2 separate regions of the Mus musculus genome follow, and region 2 is linked to region 1. The links are chromatin contacts, called in public HiChIP or PLAC-seq maps. All regions are on one chromosome and are shown on one strand. Each heading gives the region's core, a stretch centred on a gene start, on an enhancer-like site or on the middle of the called end of the contact. The rest is flanking DNA. Distances are from core to core; before and after follow the strand shown. Region 1 overlaps 1700112H15Rik (RIKEN cDNA 1700112H15 gene). Region 2 has its middle 29 kb from the start of 4930488B22Rik.

Region 1 (4,013 bases), core at 439-2,938:
CCCTAGATTGATCCTCACAGCACCGTCTCTATGGTCACCTGTGGAGGAAGAAGTAGGAGTTACATAGTTTAACCCCTTGTCAGTGAGTACTGGTAAGGGGTAGTGTGACGACAAGAGCTGAGGTCTCCAGTCTACTGACAGCTCAAATGGCCAGTACGAGTATTAAGTAGATCTACTTCTAGGCTTCTGTAGATGTTCTAGGGGCCCCTTGAGTCCAGACTATCATACCCCCAAATGAGCTGTGAGCACTGTAAACTCAGCCACCAAAGCCACCGGGCTTGTGATTATTCTCTCCCTCCATCTCACAGTTCCTCCCTGTATTCAGAGCTCCTGAATCCTCAGAGGTTTACATGAGAAGCACATCTGGTATCCACCCCTCCTCTCGATTCTATTATGGTATCCTATCAAGTCCTCGGGGCCTCTCCTATGAAAAGACTCTTAACAGTTAGCAGCCATCGCCTTCACCTGACCCTTCCTCCTACTGGACGATCACTCTACAATCACAGTGTGTTGATTCCTCTGTTCCCACCTCCTCCAAAGCCCCCATCACCCACAGAAGCAATCCCTGCTGCAAACTTCCCAAACTTCCTTGCTGTATATGCAGACTTCCCTAAGGACTGAGTCTTATGGCTCCTTTTAGAGTCTACATGGCCTGCCACCCTGCACAAGGCTAGGTTGAACCCTGAGTTCTAGACTTCACCTGAAGTCCAGCATGTCTTCAAACATGTTGAAATGACCACTCTGCTTATCTCGGACTGGCCCAAGCATCTTCAATGCAGACCAGTTTCTACCCACCTTTGTCTACCAACATGTAACCAGTGTCCACTGACTCAGCCACTGATTCTGCTTCACACTTTCAGGTCTGATGTAAAACTCTTGGGTGAAGCTGAGACATTGCCAATCCCCCGTGAGGGGATTTTAGCTGGACTGCTTATTCTATGGTTTCATTTCCCTTGCCTTCCCACAACATGTTGTTCCTTCCTCCTTAACTTCTTATGTGAGCCTCACCAACTAAAGCGCACTGTTCAATCTTCTGAATACCCACTAATTCTTCCCTTTGCTAGTCTAGTGCTAATCTCCCACAATGCTTTTCACCTTAGCTCCGCCCCACCCCCAGTCCAGCCATTCCAGCCATTGCACAGCTCAACAATATTCTGCTTACTACATCTTTCAGGGTTTCTGACATTTGTTGGGTTGAATTAGACACTCACATACTTTAATGTCTGACTATATACTCTGTGAAGCAGGGACCGCCCCTTACCCCAGACACTCCTTGAAGTACAAGCTGACTCCATGAGTGGTTAAGGTAGGCTTTGGAAAATATTCTGTTGAATTCAGTCACTGGAAATGCCTTGGTCTGAAGGACAAAGCAGTGTCAGATATGAATGGTTTAAAACAGAAATATCATAGACCACCAACATGACAGAAGCCTTGCGCTCAGCTATCACATAGCCCTGCCAGCAGAGGCTTACTCAACGACCCACCGTCCATTACTTCTTTTCAACAAGCCACTCTCGTAACATTCTTTGAGGTTGTATGCCCCCACTGAAGTGAATAATGACATAGTTTATGGTAAAGGGTGAACTGAAAAACAGCAGTGTCATTATTGCTGTAAGTACCCACAAAAGTTGTCTATTATCACACACAGATGCAGCCGCAAACACACACTCATCACTAATAAACTCATTTATTTCCACATAAAGTTGCATAATGTTGCACAATCTAGTAGCAGGCTGAGAAATGTCAGCAGTTTAGACCAAGAAATTTGTCAACAAAACCAATACATTTCACCAGCTTCAGCAAACCGCAGTTTCAAAAATCATACCTTCCTCCCCTCTAAAAAAAAAAAAGGAAATTGTCACATGTCACCTTAAATAGAAAGCACGGTGCTCATGATGCCACAGACTAAGCAAACACCAAGTTGAGATAACAAGGAAAGGAAATTTAGAAGTTATAAGAACAGGAACAGCTATGTTGTCTGAGTACTTAGAATGTCATTTTATCTAATACAAAGGGGGAGAAAATCCATGAAAAATTAAAGTGGGGAGGCTTTGGGAGGTGGATCAATGGACAGAGTACTTGGTTGCACAAGCACAGGGACCAGCCAGCCATCTCTAACCCCACCACTAGGGAGGCAGAGACAGGCAAATCCCAGAGAGTCAAGGGCGCCCATCTATCGTAAACAGTACTCTGTCTCCTGTGACACGGAGCCCTGAGCCTTGAGTTAGAGACCATGTCTGAGGGACAGGGAGATTATAAGAGTCAGAAGTGATGGACGGTTTTAAGGAGACTGCATTGTGCAGACATAGGAAGGTGAGTGCACACGTGAGCTTATGGAGGGAGACTGAGACAGTGTACACAGGGCCTCCAAAAGCTCAGACCAGACAAAATCCTCACATGAAGGAGTGGACACAGGTGTAAAGTCCCACCCATTCACAAATGACTGCTGACAGGAGAGGGAAAGTCAGTTTGCTTCAGTGGAGTGACAGTGGTTGTATCAGGCACATCCCAGGTCAGGTCTCATACCCAGGAGGAGTTGGCCAGCATAAATAAGATGATTTTTAATGGCTCTTTTCTTTTATTACAGAAAAGGATCAAAAAGTTCTGGGAGGAGTTAGGATCTGATCTGGGGAGAATGAGAGGACAGGAAAAAAATAATAAAAATATATGAAATTTCCAAAGAATAGATTAAAAAATAAAATAAAGACACTCCTTTCTCAAGATGGAAAGCAATTGAAGAAGACATACAAAAATTGAACTCTGACCTACCCACACAGACATTTCCACATACTCATACAATACACACGGGCACACACACATTTACATGTATGTATGTACATATATATATATATGTATATATATATATATGTACATATGTATATATGTATATATATGTATATGCATATGTGTGTATATACACACATACAGAGAGAAATTCAAAAGGGTAAACTGAACTCACTTATTAAAATCTGCTTAAGAAAATCTTAAATTTCTTTAATGTCCTACTCCCACTTATTATGGCTTTATTGCATATGAGACACTGTGTTATTAATGTCACACAAACAAATATGTAAAGCTGACCTCACAAGCTAATAGAAGAGAAGGGCCCAGGCCCCGAGCTTGGCAATCTGAGGCAACAGGTTGTGGTAAAGAGAAAGCATGGGGAATATAAGCTTTGGGAAGAGACATTCCTTCTTTGCCTCTGGCAGACTTTTTTACTCAGCTCAGCCTGTCTGCCTAATTTATTATTTTCACAAACATGATTATAGATCTTGAAAGTGAATACCTGGGATAATTTGAGGGGGAAATCATATATGCAGAAAGAAGGTGTATAGATATGCACATATATCAAAGAAAAATTTCCATGACTGAAAGAGAAGCAAGGTCATGCCAGAGAAAGAAATCATGAAGCAAATCTGGGGGAGTGGGGACGTCTATCCTAAGGCTTTTTTTACTTGTGGTGATGAGAGTCAACAGAGAGAGCCATGCTGAGCCCATTCATGAGAAGAACTGGGATCAGCATCTCAGCTTGACTCTCTCCTGAAGAATTGACTGACATTTTCTTTTTCTTTTTTTAATTTTTTTATTTTTTTTTTTTTTACTTATTCGTGTCCCTTCTACAGCCTATTAATCTTGGGGATACTTAGGAGAAAAATCTCATCCTCACCAACCGCTGCAGACTCACAATTTAGTCAGAAAACCAAGTCCAAATGATAGAAGAATTCATGTAAGCTAGATGCGGCTGTGAAGGCCCTAAACACTGAAGGCTGGAAGAGACAAGACAGAAGTTGTCTGTGAGAATAGGGTGTTTGGCCTGTGCTCCAAGGAAAGGGACAAGCTGGGGGGGAAATCTACAGAGGCCAAAGCTAGCCACGTTTAGGAGACTCTAAAGATGTTAGCATTAAGTCGATCAAATCTTGGGTCCTGTCAGAGATGAGCTGAAACTGAAGTTGTTAAAGTTGAGGTTAGGGAAGAAGCCAGAGCACAGTGAGAAGTCTAACAGACTGTGGTCC
Region 2 (4,013 bases), core at 958-3,457, 150 kb after region 1:
TCTTTCCACAAATCCAGAACTACAAAGGATAATAGATAGAAAACACCAGCACAACACCCTAGAAAAAGCAAGGAAGTAATCTTTCAACAAACCAAAAAGGAGATAGCCACACAAACATAATTCCACCTCTAACAACAAAAATAACAGGAAGTAACAATCACTTTTCCTTAATATCTCTTAACATCAATGGACTCAATTCCCCCCAAAAGACATAGACTAACAGACTGGATATGTAAACAGGACACAGCATTTTGCTGCATACAGGAAGTGCATCTCAGTGACAAAGACAGACACTACCTCAGAGTAAAAGGTTGGAAAACAGTTTTCCAAGCAAATGGTCCCAAGAAACAAGCTGGAGTAGCCATTCTAATATCAAATAAAACCAACTTTCAACCAAAAGTTATCAAAAAAGATAAGGAAGGACACTTCATACTGGTCAAAGGAAAAATCTACCAAGATGAGCTCTCAATTCTGAACATCTATGCTCCAAATGCAAGGGCACCCACATTCATAAAAGAAACTTTACTAAAGTTCAAAGCACACATTGCACCTTACACAATAATAGTGGGACACTTTAACACCCCACTCTCAGCAATGGACAAATCACGGAAACAGAAACTAAACAGAGACACAGTGAAACTAACAGAAGTTATGAACCAAATGGATCTAACAAATATTTATAGAACATTTCATATGAAAGGAAAAGAATATGCCTTCTTTCAGCACCTCATTGTACCTTCTCCAAAATTGAGCATTTAATTGGTCACAAACAGGCCTCAATAGATACAAGAAGATTGAAATAATCCCATGCACCCTATCAGATCACCACAGACTAAGGCTGGTCTTAAATTCCAACAAAAACAATAGAAAGCACACATACACATGAAAGCTAAGCAATGCTCTACTCAATGATAACTTGGTCAAGGAAGAAATAAAGAAAGAAACTAAAAACTTTTCAGAGTTTAATGAAAATGAAGCCACAACATACCCAAACTTATGGGACACAATGAAGGCAGTCCTAAGAGGAAAACTCATAGCTCTGAGTGCCTCCAAAAAGAAACTGGAGAGAGCATACACTAGCAGCTTGACAGCACACCTGAAAGCTCTAGAACAAAAAGAAGCAAATACACCCAAGAGGAGTAGATGGCAGAAAATAATCAAACTCAGGGCTGAAATCAACCAAATAGAAACAAAAAGAACTATACAAAGAATCAATCAAACCAGGAGCTGGTTCTTTGAGAAAATTAACAAGATAGAGAAACCCTTAGCCAGACTAACCAGAGAGCACAAGGACAGTATCCAAATTAATAAAATCAGAAATGAAAACGGAGACATAACAGCAAAATATATCTTTAAAAAATTATTCTGTTTGTTGAATATTAACAGTTGGAAATATTAAAATCATGTTCTAAAAACACACACACACACACACACACACACAAGGTCACATCTACACCAGGTGTAGTGATTGCAAGTTTGAAGTCAACCCAGATTACGTGGCTGGATATTCTAGATACCTCAAAATATCTAGAAGTTTTATTATAAATAAAGAGCTGGAGATTTATCTCAGTTGTTAGACTATCTTCCCAGCATGTACCACGTAAGACTGAGCACGGTGACACATACCTATAACCCCAGAAGTCAAGAGAGATGAAGGTAGAGAGTTAGGAGTCCAAGCTCCTCCTCTAACATATGGTGAGTTCTAATTAATTAATTAATTAATTAATTAACTATAAAGCTTGATTACTAATTCATGTGGCACACTAAAGCAAAGACTTGTTGCTATGAATCCATAGACGTTTTAGTTGCTTAAGAGACGCTTCAGTCTTGCTGGTCTTTCTAGGACCTGCGTTCTCTCCCCAGCACCTCCATCAGGTGATTCACCACGCCTGTAATTCCAGCTCCAAGGGATCTGACAGCCTCTTCTGGCCTCCAACAGCACTCATACATATGTGCACATGCCCACATATACACACATAAATTAAAATAAAATAAATATTTTAAAAATAAATACTTTGGATAACTGAGCTTTCCTGCACAGACAAAGGTACACTGTACTTTTTTTCTAAGTAGCCAGCGCAGTTTCCCAGCGACCTGTCTGCCCTCCCAACTTCTGTCATCACAGATGTTCTTCCTGCGCTAAACCACGACCTGGGTCTGGACTTCCTGCTAGGAAGTGTGGCTAGTTTGACACATGTCTCAGAAGAGTCTTGGCACACTTTTTTCCCCCCAGTCTAAAGCCAGAGCATGTTAGCCACACGACAAAGCCCTGGTATGCCTGTGCTCAAACACTCACCTGTGAGTATAATAGACTGGGACTAGAGCCTGGGAAAGGAGACAGGCTACGGGTGGAGGGGAACAGAGAGGAAACACAGCCTGAATAGAGTTCACTGTCCATGAGCTGTGTCTTGCTTGTGTGTCTGTGTATGTACACCTGTCAGTTAGGGGCTACACACACATGCATGTTCATCTGTGGAGCCAGAGATTGATGTCAGCTACATACATGCATGCACATCTGTGGAGCCAGGAGTTGATGTCAAGTGTCCTCCTTGAACACAATCTACCTCATTCTTTGAAACATAGCTTCTCACTAACCCTGGATCCATAGGCCCAAGCACACCAGCAGCGAGCTCCAGAGATACTCCAGTCTCTACCATCTGGATGGTGGGTTGTAGATGGGAGCCACCTCAGCCAGCTTTTACACATGTTCTGGGGGAATTGAACTAGGTTTGCAAGGGCAGAGTGGCCTCATCCGAAAGTCCTTCCCACAGCCCACCTGGTGCTTCCAGCCTGTTGACATTGTAACATAATGCTCTTATTACAAAGTCTATTTTCTAAAGTCTCACAATCAGAAACTAAAGGGCTGAGTGGTTAAGAGCATTTGTTTCTCTTGCAGAGAACCCAAGTTGGGTTGTTACTGCTCACATCAGACAGCTCACAGCTTCCTTTAACTCCAGCTCCAGGGGATGAAATGCCTTCTTCCGGTCCAAGGGCACTCAAACACATATAGCAGACATTCGAGTGTATGTGTGCACACACAATGAATGACTGAGTCAGTGAGTGAGTAAGTGAGTGAATGAAATGAATCTTAAGAAAAAAAGATCCTTACACTAGAGTTACCAAATACATTACAAAAATATGTTATAATGGTTTAAGTAAGTTTAAAATTGTCTGTTGGGTTCCATTCAAAGCTATCCTTGGACACATGAAGCCTACAGGCAGTGGGTTGGACAAACATGAGATGCCCATCCTTATTATCAATTGTATATTCCAAGATACAGCGACCCCATGCTCCAGCCAAAAATAAACAAAAAAACAAACAAAAACAAAACAAAACAAAAAACTCTATAACTCAAACCTTTTCTCCTTCCCTTTCCTGAGGTCACAGACATTCTCTGCTTTTGTTGTTGTTTACACTTATCTTCATGTCTTGTCGCTCCTGTAAGGTTTAATATGCACTGACAACTTGACAAGATCTAGAACTACCCCATCAAAAGGGGCTGTAGTCCCAGATCGCATAGAAAGAAAAAGGCCAGCTAAGCAGCAGCATCCTTCTTTTTCTGCTGCCTCAAGCATCTGCCACCATGCCTTTCCAACCGTGAGGCTCTGCTCCTCAAGCCGTGAGCCCAAACAAACCCTCCCTCCCTCCCTCCCTTCCTTCCTTCCTTCCTTCCTTCAATGGTTTTAGTCAGGGTTTTCTCCACAGCCATAAACAGAGGATGTGGCATATCCACAGAGCCCCACTGAGGCCAGCTATTTGGAGTAACAAGAAAAAGCTCACATGACGGGGGGGGGGGGGGGGGGGGGGGACGGTGCCTCTGAAACCTGCCGAGTTCTCCCCACTTCCAGGCCACATTCTTCCTGCTTCCTTCCCATCCTCTTCCTGCTTCCCCTCTGTTTTATCTCTCTTCCTTGTGCCTTTATAGATTCACACACCTGGCTTGAAGATCTGTAGTCCAGAGTGACAAGAAAACCAACAACCAAATACAATTCTCTTCTGAAGCAAGGTGGGT

The links. HiChIP or PLAC-seq counts read pairs in DNA pulled down with a chosen protein or histone mark.
Region 2: a contact with region 1 is called in an H3K27ac HiChIP or PLAC-seq map of the HPC-7 cell line, with 6 times the contacts expected there. The contact joins two enhancer-like sites. A contact is called at or near these places in 3 of 484 Hi-C or Micro-C datasets (adipose-derived mesenchymal stem cells, liver and nephron progenitors) and 3 of 115 datasets of contacts at active chromatin or transcription factors (the HPC-7 cell line, effector CD8 T cells and pancreatic cancer cells).

Annotation. Positions count from the first base shown.
Region 1 is chr1:184,534,868-184,538,880 of GRCm38.p6, forward strand. All of the region lies in intron 2 of 1700112H15Rik (RIKEN cDNA 1700112H15 gene), which reads right to left. Among named protein-coding and RNA genes, the nearest start is that of 1700112H15Rik, 21 kb to the right of the region's middle. Within about 2 kb of position 1,689, at least 58 of the 459 cell types and tissues checked have an H3K27ac peak or open chromatin away from gene starts, as enhancers often do. A contact at or near this core is called in the HPC-7 cell line, where this site is marked.
Region 2 is chr1:184,681,589-184,685,601 of GRCm38.p6, forward strand. No RefSeq gene overlaps it. Among named protein-coding and RNA genes, the nearest start is that of 4930488B22Rik, 29 kb to the right of the region's middle. Within about 2 kb of position 2,208, at least 28 of the 459 cell types and tissues checked have an H3K27ac peak or open chromatin away from gene starts, as enhancers often do. A contact at or near this core is called in the HPC-7 cell line, where this site is marked.